2 separate regions of the Mus musculus genome follow, and region 1 is linked to region 2. A link is a contact called in public HiChIP or PLAC-seq data. All regions are on one chromosome and are shown on one strand. The core of a region is the stretch at or near the end of the contact, and the rest is flanking DNA. Distances in the headings are between cores, read along the strand shown. Region 1 overlaps Gm19765 (predicted gene, 19765). Region 2 has its middle 38 kb from the start of Fchsd2.

What was found. HiChIP or PLAC-seq counts read pairs in DNA pulled down with a chosen protein or histone mark.
Region 1: an H3K27ac HiChIP or PLAC-seq map of microglia shows a contact between it and region 2, with 6 times the contacts expected there. The contact joins two enhancer-like sites. A contact is called at or near these places in 6 of 484 Hi-C or Micro-C datasets (CD4 T cells, embryonic stem cells, nephron progenitors and 2 more) and 1 of 115 datasets of contacts at active chromatin or transcription factors (microglia).

Annotation. Positions count from the first base shown.
Region 1 is chr7:101,550,001-101,552,766 of GRCm38.p6, forward strand. Gm19765 (predicted gene, 19765) reads left to right here. Exons shown (of 3, transcript NR_166075.1): 2 at 1-56. It also overlaps the pseudogene Art2a. Among named protein-coding and RNA genes, the nearest start is that of Gm19765, 3.5 kb to the left of the region's middle. Within about 2 kb of position 1,306, at least 59 of the 459 cell types and tissues checked have an H3K27ac peak or open chromatin away from gene starts, as enhancers often do. A contact at or near this core is called in microglia, where this site is marked.
Region 2 is chr7:101,069,079-101,071,865 of GRCm38.p6, forward strand. No RefSeq gene overlaps it. Among named protein-coding and RNA genes, the nearest start is that of Fchsd2, 38 kb to the right of the region's middle. Within about 2 kb of position 1,508, at least 49 of the 459 cell types and tissues checked have an H3K27ac peak or open chromatin away from gene starts, as enhancers often do. A contact at or near this core is called in microglia, where this site is marked.

The DNA.
Region 1 (2,766 bases), core at 56-2,555, 480 kb after region 2:
AGAGGATAATATCATTATGAACAGTGATAAAGGAAGACCCAGGGATCCAGTCACACGTTCGTATATTGTCCCCTTATCTTGCCTCAGAAACTGTGGGAGAATGGTTGTGTTGGTGTCCCAAGCATCCTGCATTCCAGGAGGGACTATGAACAGAGCCCTGGGTGGGTGGTCTGAATTAGGCATGGAGATGAAATAAGCCTCTCCTGACCCCCCCCCCCTTGCTCTGATGATAAATATTTTTCTACATTTTAGTAATAATTTCAGAAGTTAATTTTTTACATTTAAACCTTTAATTTTTCAGGTAACTTTAAAAAAAGATTTATTTATTTTATGAATGTGAATACACTGTCTTTAGATATACCAGAAAAAGGCATCAGATCCCATTACAGATGGTTGAGAGCCTTTGTGTGGTTGCTGGGAATTAAACTCAGAGCTTTGGAAGAACAGACAGTGCTCTTAACCACTGAGGCACCTTTCCAGCCCGTTTTCAGGAGGACTCTTATGTATGGTGTCTTGAAAAACAGAGAGAGGGGAGGGGAGGGAGAGGGGGAAAGGGAGAGAGCAGGTTTAGCTTAGAGATCAAATTGGCCTTTTAGTATCTACTCCAGAGCCAGGCAACATCTTGTTCCACAAAACAGAAGGAGTCCGCTATCCTGCTGAGCAGTGGGAACTGGTTTCAGAGGCAAGAAAGAACTGGTCAGCTGGGGCCTGGCATAGGAGTCTTGTTCCAAGCAGTGGTTTACCATGAATGTTACTTAACAGGCTCGTGTAAGGATCTGAGAGCCAGTTGCCTTCATTCCATTTATTGAATCTACTTTCCTACCCTGAGTTTTAAAGGCCACCCCTGTGATCCACTTCCTGTCTGTGCCTGAGTGGTTCAGTTTTTTTTGACTCTATCGACAATGTTTTGTTTTGCTGGGTTTTTTGGGGTTTTGTTTTGCTGGGGTTTTTTGGTGTGTGCTTGTTTGTTTTGTTGCTGTTGTTGTAATGTTGTTGTTTTAAGGCAGGTTTCATTATGTATCTCTGGCTCCCTGGAAACTTGCTACATAGACCAGGCTGGCCTTAAAGTCATAAGATTCTTTTGCCTCGTCTCCTGGGTGCTGGGACTAAAGGCGAGCACCACTGCAACCAGATCACCTTGTTTCATCTTGCACAATTCAAACATTGGCTGTTGCTTACTGGCAAACAAGACAGGACTATCTTCATGCATGGAGAGTGGGGAAGGGGGAGTAAGGGAATCTTTGTTCACGTGAGCTGAACCCACCCTTGGTAAATACAGGGCACAGACTTCCTGACCCATATATGCCTCAAAATGTGCCTGTCTGGGAGGTGAGCTGGTTCAGCGGTTAAAATGCTTCCTGTGTATGCTGAGAACCTGAGTTTGATTCCTGGAACGTTCATAAGGGTGGAAGGAGAGAGCTGATGCCCTGAGTTATCTTCTGACCCTGTTATGGGGTCTGCTTAGATCCAACAGAACTCAAACACCAGGCTGAGGCAGATGACAAAAACTCATTGTAATCAAGCTGCTAAGGCTAGATCAGGGCTGCAGAACAGACTCAGGAGCTGAACTCCAACCCTGAAGGGAAGTCAGACAGCATATTTAAAGAATGAAATCATAAATTGAGGGACTGTGTGGTGGACTGTAGCATTCTCCAACCATATTTTGACATAAGGGAGTTTCCACTTATGTCAGGATAGGAGTTGGTTTCTGGGCCTGGGAATATGAACTTAGTTTGACCCTGCCAGCAAAACAGAGAAGTTGCCCCTGAGATAGCTGAACTCAGACAACTGTCACTTTACAACAGACTTCAGCTATTGGGAAGTCCCCAGTTTCCCTAGGGCTGGGGCCTTGAACTTAGTTTCCCCCTATGATTAAGTGGAGTCGGAAAACAAAATGGCAGCACTTAGAACAAGTCTCTTTGTTTGCTCCCAACAATCCCTTCCCACATTCTGAGGCATTAGCACACCCACATCATGCACATACAGAAATAATACAATTTTAAAAATTTAATGACCTTAGCCAGGGGGTGGTGGTACATGCCATTAATCCCAGCATTCAGCAGGCAGAGGCAGGCATATCTCTGTGAATTTGAGGCTAGCCTATTCTACAAAGAAATTTCTACTACAGGCAGGTGTGTTACACAGAGGAACCCTGACTCAAAAAATTAATTTGCTTAATTATGTCTTTAGAGACAATCAAGGTTATTCAAGTAAACTGACAGGGCTCAGTAGCTGGTTGTATTTCTAATGGGGTAGAGTAGGGAGTAGATTTTAACTGGATCAAAACTGATGTTTATGGCCCATGGAACTTGTCCTGCAAGAGCGTCTGTGAGAAATGTGGAATATGAACTTTCTCAGCTGCAGAAGTGTGGGAATCAGATTTCATACTTTAGAAGAGCTTCTCAGACAAATAATAAAATTTATAGAAATATCTAGTTATAAAGCAAGCTGTGATTATAAATTTTTATTTCCCTAGATTATAAAATTCACCACGAATTGCATACTTTAAATCTCTTACTGCTGACGAGGCAGATAAACATTGCTTTTTGATCATAGCAAAGTGTGGAAAGAGTCGTAATTTGAAGTCAAAGTGCAAAGTTTCAAGACAGACCCAGAAGATACCTTGGATGCTTATAGATGTCATGAATGCTAAAGCAGACCTCCCCTCAAAGAACCCCACCCTTCCCCCTTCCACAGTTCTTAAACAACCAATCAGGGCTTGCCCCCTTGGCCTCCCTTTAACACTCACACCCACAAACTGCACAC
Region 2 (2,787 bases), core at 258-2,757:
CCGACTGGACTCCTCATGGATATCCTGTTGTTGCCCTGTGTCTGGAGATCTTGCAGCTTTTGGTTCTGCCAGATCAGAAGAGGGGTGGGGCCAGCTTACCCATGGCCCTGCCACCAGGGCCAGCTCTTCTGTGTTGCCCAGGCAAAGTATGAGCCCACTTGCATCTAGTGCAGACCAGAACCAGCTTTCCTGCTCTCTCGCCCTTGGGGCCGGTTCTCCCATACTGCTTAGATAAGAACTCCAGCCAGTTCTCCTATACTCACTCTCTTGCTCACCAGTAACCCTCACCCTTCCCCACCCTCACCCCTGCAACCAAGGCCACATCTTTTGTGCTCCCTCATTGATGTACGGGAGGCCAGTTCTGCACAGCCCTCAGGCATCAACATGACCCCAGGTGACATCTCAAACCAGGGATTTCCCCATGGCCTTTGGTGGTAACAGACCCCACCCCCACCCCCACTGCTGCATGAACCCAAACATGGCCCTCAGAAGAGCACAGGCCAGGACCTCACCATGGCCTCGGGTGGCAGCACTGGCTACTCACATCAGGCTGTTCCTCGCTACCTTCGAGTCTCCAGTTCTGCCTCTCTTCACTGTGCAAACACTATCTGCTTCTCGTTCTCTTCCATCTCGCCACCATTTACCTGTTCGTTTTAGTGGCATTCCAAGCATCTGGGTATCTGGGGATGTCTCAGAAGTGTTATGCCCTGCCCAGGTTATTTTTTTTATTAGTATGTGTGTGTGTGTTTGATGTATGGTGCAATTGTGGTGCTTATGCCATGGTGTGTGTGTGTGTGTGTGTGTGTGTGTGTGTGTGTGGTGTGTGTGTGTGTGTGTGTGTGTGGTGTATAAGAAAGGACAACTTTGTAGAATCTATTTTCTCCTCCCACCTATTACATGGGTTTCAAGGATTGAACTCATATGGTGTGACAAGAACCTTTCCTTGCTTAGCCATCCCAGCTCATGGCTATTATTGTGGGAATTATGAAATATCTGAAGTTTTAAGTCCCACTCTTCTCCCACAACAGGAGTTTGGAGCTCTCACACTATGAACAGTGGAAACAGAACCTGGGCCTTGGTCAGCTGGATATGCAGTGGCCTTGTAACTACAGGTGGCCTGTTCTGTGAGGAGTTTTGGGAGACACCCTAGTGAGAATACACTGTCCCATTATAGATACTGGGCTGGTAGAGGTAGAGAATAAATGTGTGTGTGTTGTTTCTCCCACAGCTCTCTGTTACACTCTCCCCACCCCCACTCTTTTTGGGGCTTTTGAGACAGGATTTTTCTGTGTGGCCCTGGATGTCCTAGAACTCACTCTGTAGACCAGGCTGGCCACAAACTCACAGAGAACAACCTGCCTCTGCCTCTGCCTCTGCCTTCTGCCTTCTGCCTTCTGCCTTCTGCCTTCTGCCTTCTGCCTTCTGCCACCACTGCCTGGCCCTCTCCCATTTTTCTGAACATAAAACTTACGGAACTTCCTGATCCTCAGCCCAGTTTACAACTTCTCTTTTCTGGTGGCTCGGGCCTATAATACTAGCAGCTGGGAGATGGAGATAGGCCGATTATGAGCTGTCAGGGAAGCCCAACCATTTTTAACTAATTCAAGGGGGGAGGGGACTGGCAAATTCTTCCACAGATAACGTCTCTCTGGTGGACAGAGACCCCTGACCTTTTCTGAATCAGTCTGCCCTGGGTGTTGATCTGGTGGTCTCTCCATATAGACAATGTGTGTGATTCTTAGGGCTCTTCACTTGTATCTTGACCCCACCCCCATCCCCACCTTGCCAAGTGTTCCTCCAGGTAGTGGCAGGCTGTCCTTTTGTCCCCTAGCTTCTCCTCTAAGTTTGAGTCACACTGCTTGGCCCAGGGGCTGTGAGCTGGCTCTCTGGTTCCTATCCTTGAAGTTCCAAAAGCTTTTATATGAAGCCAGCATGGAGAACGGGAGGGGGTAATCCTGGTTTTCTCCCAGGCCCATGCATCAGACACTGGTCCTGACAAAGTGGCAAGTTTGTTCACATAGTCATCTCTAGAGACCACCTATTTTCAGAACTCTCTGGCCCTTAAACACCCTTGGAGACCTTTTGTACACAGCCCTGCTCCCTCCTGGCCACGTCATTTCCAGAGCAGCAGAGCAGACAGCTGGAGCGCTGTGGCTTAGTAAGCGGCTTCTAGAGAAGCCCTCTCCCCTTCCTGCAGACGTCTCCCCCATCTAGCCTCTTTCTGGAGGCATCTTTGGGCCGTTTGGAACCCTCCTCGGTTATGTAGCTGCATAGGCATTACAAGACCAGTGAGCTGGTGGGATTTTCTGGGGAAGCTTTGAGCCTGGATCTTTCTCTGACTTGCTCTGCTTTCGGAGGCAAGTCTCAGCCCCACATCTTTGTTGTTCCACACCTTTAGTCCCTGTCCGCCTCAGCAGTAGCACCCCTCCGCTCCTCTGAGGAAAAGAACAGTGCATGCCTAGAGCCATCTCGCAGGAGAAACCGCTGCATGGTGTTCCGACAGGTCAAGTTCCTGAGTCGTTTCTTTGGTGAAAAACAATTTTATTATTATCACATGTGTGAGAGGGTGGGTGTGTCTGTAGGTTAGAGACACCAGATTCTGTCGTTTCACCATGGAGCCCAAAGATCAAGCTCAGGTCACCAGCCTTGAGAGATAAGTGCTTCACCTGCTGAGCCATCTTGCTGGCCCTGGTTTGTCCTCCATCTGACCAGCATGTTTGGGGCTTGGGGGAGCCCTAGAAAATGCCAGTCTTCTTGATGGCTGAAATCTACCCAAGGGAAGAGAGT